Linked DNA regions of Mus musculus: regions 2 and 3 are each linked to region 1. Evidence: chromatin contacts called from public Micro-C and promoter capture Hi-C data. All regions are on one chromosome and are shown on one strand. Each heading gives the region's core, a stretch centred on a gene start, on an enhancer-like site or on the middle of the called end of the contact. The rest is flanking DNA. Distances are from core to core; before and after follow the strand shown.

Region 1 (2,515 bases), core at 5-2,504:
TTTTCCTTTAACATTTCAAGTCTGTACTCTCCTCGTGCTTCGGGATGCAGTCACCCACACCATGCCCTCTGCCCCACCCTGCGGCTCTGGGATCTTTCTCAGCAAATAAGATCAACCAGAATCCTTCACTTTCCACTCCACAGCTTTAGGTCTAAGCCCTGTCCCACTTAACTGTGCTGTGAACTTCAAGACCAGCATCTTTCAGGAAACACACAGGATTTCCCCGCTGGCGTCTTCTTCTTGTTCATCCCTGCTCCCCAAATCCCGAATCTAGATAGAGGACAACTTAGACTTGTCCTCGGGGCGCTTATTGCCCAACATCCAAAGCCTGGGATATAAACCACACGGAACATCTGTCAAAAGCACTTTACAGTGGACGGGTGAGTCCTTCTCTTTGCTCAGTTAATCAGAATACATCTACATTCGGTTTTCTCTGATTCTACAGGTGAGGCGGGAATCGGAGACCCAAAAGGTCAAGTACCTTGCCCACGGAGCGGAACCCTCAGGCTCCTTGGTGCTCTAAGGCAAACGTGTACTGCTGAGACTCCGGTAGACCTAGGTTTGAATCCCCGCTCAGCCCCGGAGTTCAAACAAGCCACTTCACTTCCTCGTGCCCATGTCTCCTTCTGAAAACAGGATTTCGAATTCGGGACTGTCATCATGCGAGTAGAAGCAGTGCCTGGAGCAAGGTCGCCGGAACTATAAATGTGAGCTCCCTTTCAGACCCCGGCTTGACGAGCTGCTTCTCCGATTTCTACAGCGGCTCCTCCCTTTCAGAGCTGCCCAGGCCACTGGGGGTGCCAACTGTGGAGCGCTGTGTCGGTCCTGACGCTGCATCCGGTACCAGGAATCCTTAAAGAAGCTCTGGGGAGAGCGGTGGGCAGCGAAGCGAAGAGGGGAGGCAGGAGTCAGATAGAGGGGGCTGGGTGGAACAGAGAGAAGGCTGGCACCCACCGCAGAGGGGCCCTCTACCCCGCCTGCACCTGAAGTGTCCCCAAGTGGCCGATGCCCGCCCTCTTCCCTCCCTTCACCCCAGCTTCTTCCCTTCCTAGCCGGCTCAGGGTGGTAGCCCCAGTACATCCAAAGGCAAAGAGTGGTCCTCTGCTGCGTGGACGCGTGGGCACTCGGGCTCTGCGTCTCCCGCGTCCCCCGAGCTGCAGCCCCGCCTCCTGCCCGCCCCGCCCCCTCCCCGTCCCGCTAGCAGGAGGCGGGGCGTGCGCGTCGGGCTGGGGACGGAGGGGGACGCGCGTGCAGCAGCTTCTCTCCGCCGGAGCAGCCGAGCAGAAGCCGTGGCTGCCGATCCCCCGCGGACTGGCAGTGGGCGGGGAGCGGAACTCGGGAGCCGGGCGCGCGTCGCCAGACAAGTGTTTTTGTGCGAGGCCGCGGTGGCGGCCACTTCAGCTCTCTGAACGCACGGTGCAGGGGATGCGAGCGGCCGTGGCGGCTGTGCCAGGAGGATCCGAGCGCCGTTGACCTGAGCGAGGGGACACACTCCCCCGGGTCGGCTGAGTGCGGGGGAGGGGACGGCGGGAGCGCAGGGTGCACGCCGGGCGGGGCAGGGGGTCAGTGATGACCGGGCGCGCGGGGAGGCTGCACGCCGCCGCCGCCGCCCGGAGCATCTGCCGCCTGAGCTGCGGATCGCAGCCGCCGCCCGGGCCATGGAGACGCTGAACGGCCCCGCGGGCGGCGGCGCCCCGGACACCAAGCCGCAGCCAGCCGGCCAGCATCACCGCCACCACCACCTGCACCCGCTGGCCGAGAGGAGGCGGCTGCACCGCGCACCCTCGCCCGCCAGACCCTTCCTCAAGGACCTGCACACGCGGCCCGCCACGGCCACCCCCTCTGCGGGCCGTGCCCCGACTCCCGCGGCTCCTCGCTCGCCTAGCCTTGCCGGGAAGGCGCCGCCGTCGCCCGGGCCCCCGGCCGCGCCCGGTCGCCTCTCCCGACGCAGCGGTGTAGTCCCCGGCGCGAAGGACAAGCCGCCGCCGGGCGCCGGAGCCAGGTCGGCGGGCGGCGCTAAGGCCGTCCCGGGGACCAGGAGGGCGGCGCGCGCGGGGCCGGCGGAGCCACTGTCCCGGGTTGGGAGGCCGACTGGGGCCGAGCCACCGCCTGCCGTCGCGAAGGGTCGCAAAACCAAGCGCGGCCCCGGGACGCCTCCAGCTCGCGCCGTCGTGCCCCCGGCTCGCGCCTCCCGGGTCCCCGCCGTGACCCTCTCTGTGACCTCGGTGGCTGGCTGTCGTATCAACCACACGGACAGCAGCTCGGATCTCTCCGACTGCGCCTCCGAACCCTTGTCTGATGAGCAGCGCCTACTCCCCGCCGCCAGCAGCGACGCTGAGTCGGGCACCGGCTCCAGTGACCGGGAACCCATACGCGGAGCACCCACTCCGAGCTCCGGATCCCGCGGGCCGCCGCCGGGCAGCCCCGAGCCCCCTATCCTGCTCGCGGCGCCCCCTGTCGCCAGTGCCTGTCTCGGGGGCCGAAGCAGCCCAGGCGGGGCCTCCACAGGGTCCCC
Region 2 (2,515 bases), core at 6-2,505, 500 kb after region 1:
GTGTGCACACACGTGTATATATGTGCGTGTGTGTGTATGTGTGTACTTGCATGTGTGTGTGTGTGTGTTTGCACTCCTTCTGTGGCACACATGTGGAGATCAGAAGATGACTTGCAAGAATTGGCTCTCTACTTCCACCTTGTGGATCTTGAGGCTTGACTATAAGGCTTGGTGGCAGCTAAATATAAGGTCATCAGGTTTGGTGACAGATGTCCTTATGAGCTGAACCACCACCTTGGGTGGCTTTCTTACTTTTGATTTTCCTAAACAGGGTTTCTCATGGCACCTGGAGCTTTAGTGAACCCAGAAATCCTCCTATGTCTACCTCCTTCTAGGGCTGGGTTTCATATATCAACCCCTGTGCCTGACATATGAACATATGGGCATATGAATCTGAACCCTGGTCTTTTACTAACTGATCCATCTACTCAGCCCCCGATTTTTAAAGAAAACCTATGCTTACTTTACAAAATGTATTAATACCAGCACTATGACCCACATTAGCTAGTAATTTATTACTATCCATCTCAGCCAATTTTTTCTAGGCTGCTGCCTCCCAGTAAACCAAGGAGAGTTTAAGACACTTCCTAGGTTAAGAAAGGGTTTGACACTAGGCCATTGCTCCCAAAGTGAACTGGCCATGTGGGCTCCAACTCAATGGCTGTGGAATATTGCTGGAAAAGCAATGGTTATGGTAAAGACCTAAATGTACTTTATTTGTGGGCTACTGGTGGGATAAGCCCCATCTTCCTAAAGTTCAAGACTCAATGACTGGTCAAGCCAATACTGACCTGACCTCCGTTCCAACTGAGGCTTCTTCCAGTTGGTCTCCCTCCCATACCTAGTGACATTCCTGAGCAGGATTCACTGCTGCCTTCTCTCCTTTTTGGCAGTGCCAGGCTTAACATTTTTATGAATTAGTGACTGAAGTGTGGGACAGATCCGTATCCAGTGATCCCTAGGTGCTTAAACACGTATTTAAAATGAACCTTGCCTCGCACGTCAAGTATCAGTCCTGTTCTATTCATCTGCCCTGTGCCTCATTCTTATATCCAGTAAGGAGGACAAATCAGCTTTGTGGCAGAGCTGCTGAACCGAACCGCAGGGCACAGCGGCTGGCAGCAGAGGTAAGCCGCCCAACAGGTGGCAGCAGACCAGACGGCTGATGGGCGGGGCCCGGCTCCGCGAGAGGCCGGAGCGCACACACCTGGGGGCGTGGCCGAGGGCGTGCCCAGCCCGGGCTCCAGGGGGCGTGGCCTGCAGCCCGGCGCGGGCCTGGGAGCGGCCGGGGACAGCGCGGGCCTGTGTGTCCGCGGCGCCGGGGTTCGCGGGAGCTGCTTGGAGGCTCGGCGGCCGGGAGGAGGCCGGGGCCACGGTGAGCGAGCTCGGGCGCGCGGGCGGGCGGCATCTAGGAAGCCAGGCCGCGGCGCTCGGCGGGGATGCGGGCGCCGAGAGGCCCGAACGGCGGGGACAAAGGGCCGCGGTGCCACCGCCTTCGGAACCTCGGGTCCGGGCGCTGGTGTGGGGTGTCGCGCTCCTCCCCCGCGGTCACCTGGATTCCCGGAGGACGGCGGGAAGACGCTCGGGGCAGCCGGGGGTGTCTGTGGGTCCCCGCGGCCGGCAGCGGCGACGGGGCCGCACCGGCTGTGGGCAGGATGCCCAGGGAGCCGGCTGGGTCCGCAGGGAGCGGGCGAGAAAATGGGATTACTAACGGTTCCCCGCCGGCGGGCAGGAGCTCTGGACTTTCTGTTTCAGAACGGAGTCATACCCCATGCAGAGCCTGTGGTGTAGCGCCATCTCCTAGTTTTGTAACCAGCAGGGTCCACTTTCTAACCGGCCCTACATCAAAATTGTATTTTATTGTTTTGAGGGGATTTATTTTGACTCCTTTAAAATAAAATGCATGCGTCTGTATGCGTATGCACACTTTTCGTCTTGGCACTGCTATAGGGGCCAGAAGAGGGCATTGGATGCCCCAGAGCTGGGCTTGCTGACCCTTGTGCCCTGCCAGTGTGGGTGCTGGGAACCGAACTCGGGTCCTCTACAAGAGTAGCAAGTGCTCTTAAGACATTGAGCCATCTCTCTAGCCCCTTATTTTTATCGTTAATTTATCTAACTTGGAAGTAAAGCTGGCCTGCAGTTCATTATCCTCCTGCCTTGCTTGCCAAATGCTGGGATCACAGGCGTGTCTCATCAGGCCCAGCTATTATTTAATTGATTTTGTTGGGAATTTGTGTTTTAGCCTTAAGAAATTATATCTTTAAAATTTTAGTGGGTGCGCGAGCGTGTTTATGCGCACACAAGCATACCTGTGCACCTGCGCCATGGTGTGTATGCCAAAGGACAACTTTGGAGGGAGGCAATTCTCTTCCTTTTTTTTTTTTTTTTTTTTCCTGGTTTTTCGAGGCAGGGTTTCTCTGTGTAGCCCTGGATGTCCTGGAACTCACTCTGTAGACCAGGCTGGCCTCGAACTCAGAAATCCGCCAACCTCTGCCTCCCAAGTAGAACTTAGGCT
Region 3 (2,515 bases), core at 7-2,506, 260 kb before region 1:
CTTAAGTCAGAATGTGATTGTGCCAATAAGATAGGCTCTGCATATGGAATACAGGACTTGGAGGTGGCCTCAAGAGGCTGAACCCTCCCAGGAGTAACAACTTCCATTGGCAAGAATAGGACACAAATCGTTTTTGCAAATAGGATGGAAAGCCACAGAAAGGAGAATTGGTGGCAGGAGGAGAAAGCCACGGCCTGGTGCATCTGTCTTAGCATGGAATGGAGACTCTGATCCTTGAATCTAGTTCAGAGCTTGTTGAAATGGGTCTGCAATGGAGAGCGGTAAAAGGAGAATGTCTGTCTTACTGGAAGTCGTCGAAGTAGTGAATCAGTTGTTCTGGTTAGCGTTGCAGAAACACAGTTCCGACTAGACACAGTAGAGTACACTTGTTGTCCCGGCTACTCAGGCAGGAGGATCCATGACCAGCCAGAATAACATAGCCAGGAAGAAGGTGATAAGGGAGGGAGGAAGACAAGGAAAACGGTGGCTGTGGTAATCTCGGAAAAGCAGCTGGAGAGGGGCCATGGGCTCTTCACTAGAGAGCAGGCTCAGCAAGAAGCTGGTGTGGCTAGTGATAGCGTGTTTATGGGAGATCACAGTCTGAATATTATTGGGAATGGGCATCATTAAGGAAAGGTGAGAAGTTGGATATGAGCCTGGATCTTTGGCTTTGTGTCTTGGACTGTTAATGTGAAGGCTAATAACCAAGTACCTAGCAAATCCCTTCCTACCTCACCCCATCCTCCAAGAAAGGGCTGGAGATTTAAGGAAATGGCTGAATGGCTGTTTAACATGTGGAGTTTGAGAAGACGAGTGAAAGACAGACACGAGGAAGTCTCAGGAAAGAGGTGAACTGAAGGTATTGCAAAATCTGGGGTCTCCTTTTCATTTGCCACCATCTGCTGTGCCTTCTCTACCCTCAGCTTTAAGCCAGACATGAATATCAAGATGAGCAGACAAGGCACGATCTAAGAAGTGTCAAAACAACGATTATACTAATGAGTACACGAGTGAACACGCACACATATGTGGGTGGCTGTGTTCAGTGATCGGATGCTATATTAGTCTGTTTTTTTCATTACTATAATAAAGTCCCTGGGGAATCTACCTTACAAAGCAAAGAGGCTGATTAAACCTCATAGCTCTGGAGTCTAATCATCTCAACAACACTGTTCAGGGTCTTGCAAAGACCCCCTTGGCTTCACCACATCATGGTGGTGTGGGAAGCCGTTGCAGAGTGGCAGTTGCAAAGTGGCAGTTGGCTACTTCTGGCCACCACACATACATAGGCAGTGAAGGTTCTTTTGCCAAGACAAGTTAACCAATCAGATGTGAGACACGCCTCTCCTAGGCCTATGTAAGCAGCACCAGTTCTGGGCTCAGGGTCTTTTTGCCTCTACAATCAAGCTCCCCCAATAAACGTGTGCAGAAGGATCCTGTTGCAGCATCGTTCTTCCTGGCCAGTTGAGCGCGCGCAAGATGGTGGGAAACACTAAGAGTCTTTCTCCCTCATTCATTCTAAAGCCACTGGAATTCAAACACACAATATCTACCCCAAAGACATAATTCACTCTGATTACATCTCAGAGATTTCCATCTCTAAAGCTCTTAGTGGTATTCACTCACTGTCTTTGTAATACTGTTAGCATAAGACTTTGGGGATTAGACTCCAGGCATGACTGGGAAGGGAGCTGTGTTGAGTGAGAGCATTTAGCATAAAGCAGAAATGGGAATGAGAAGAGAAGCCATTGGAGACAGCAAATAAAAATACAGAAAAGGGAGAAAGGAATGGCAAAAGAAAATCACAGACAAGAGAAGAGCTTGCCCGTGATCAAGCATAGCTGTGTAGAGAGGGTGTGGTCAGTCACCACAGGCTGAGGCTGCACAGGTAAATTGTGTCCTTGGGCACCGGTAACATGATTAAATTCAGTGACAATGGTTTCACAGAGTGATGTGGGACTCATACCAGAGGGTCAGGGCTGGGGCTCATCTGGACCTGAAGCTAAGGCTGCAAATGATGTTCCCGAAGCTTGCTGTACCTGCACTGGGACTGGGACAGTACATATCCAAAAAAAGATGAATAGGATTTGGGGACACAGACAACCAGGCCATGCAGCAGGCATGCTGTAGATGTGTTCCATGTTGACAGAGAGAGCCGAGGCTTTGTCACAGATTGCTGAATGTGCACTTCTAGAATGGAGTTTCAACAGCTTGCTATCAAAAGTCCCCAAGGGTTTGCATGAGGAAGGACCATGAACAGGCGACACATTGGAGATTATGCAAAGACAGCCACTTAAAACAAGAAAAAAAAAAAAACAGCCAAGAAGTTGACAAGGGAGTACTCTAGACGACTCCTCCCTCTCTTCAGAGGAACGCCTATGAGGATTGTTAGGCCATGTGCAGTAGAGATCAGTTCTAGCTAATTAAAGTCAAAGGGGAATTTACTGGGAAAATGCAAGGATCCTTAAATGCTAATGTGGAATGTGAAGCTTGCAGATGCACAGGAATGAACACA

What was found. Promoter capture Hi-C pulls out the DNA fragments that hold promoters and counts their contacts. Hi-C and Micro-C count contacts between places; a contact is called where the count stands out from the background.
Region 2: a contact with region 1 is called in a Micro-C map of embryonic stem cells, with 2.7 times the contacts expected there. The contact joins the promoter of Twsg1 here to the promoter of Mtcl1 in region 1. A contact is called at or near these places in 1 of 39 promoter capture datasets (embryonic stem cells), 3 of 484 Hi-C or Micro-C datasets (embryonic stem cells, large pre-B cells and pro-B cells), 4 of 115 datasets of contacts at active chromatin or transcription factors (the NIH/3T3 cell line, large pre-B cells, pancreatic cancer cells and 1 more) and 1 of 9 other capture datasets (pancreatic islet).
Region 3: a promoter capture Hi-C map of stem cell-derived epiblast-like cells shows a contact between it and region 1, with 3 times the contacts expected there. The contact joins the promoter of 1700016K05Rik here to the promoter of Mtcl1 in region 1. A contact is called at or near these places in 2 of 39 promoter capture datasets (liver and stem cell-derived epiblast-like cells).

Annotation. Positions count from the first base shown.
Region 1 is chr17:66,448,489-66,451,003 of GRCm38.p6, reverse strand. Mtcl1 (microtubule crosslinking factor 1) reads left to right here and starts at 1,254. Exons shown (of 14, transcript NM_172963.4): 1 at 1,254-2,515. The coding sequence starts at 1,659.
Region 2 is chr17:65,949,927-65,952,441 of GRCm38.p6, reverse strand. Twsg1 (twisted gastrulation BMP signaling modulator 1) reads left to right here and starts at 1,255. Exons shown (of 5, transcript NM_023053.3): 1 at 1,255-1,375.
Region 3 is chr17:66,713,197-66,715,711 of GRCm38.p6, reverse strand. It overlaps 1700016K05Rik (RIKEN cDNA 1700016K05 gene), which reads right to left and starts at 1,256. Exons shown (of 2, transcript NR_151453.1): 1 at 1,109-1,256. All of the region lies in intron 21 of Ptprm (protein tyrosine phosphatase, receptor type, M), which reads left to right.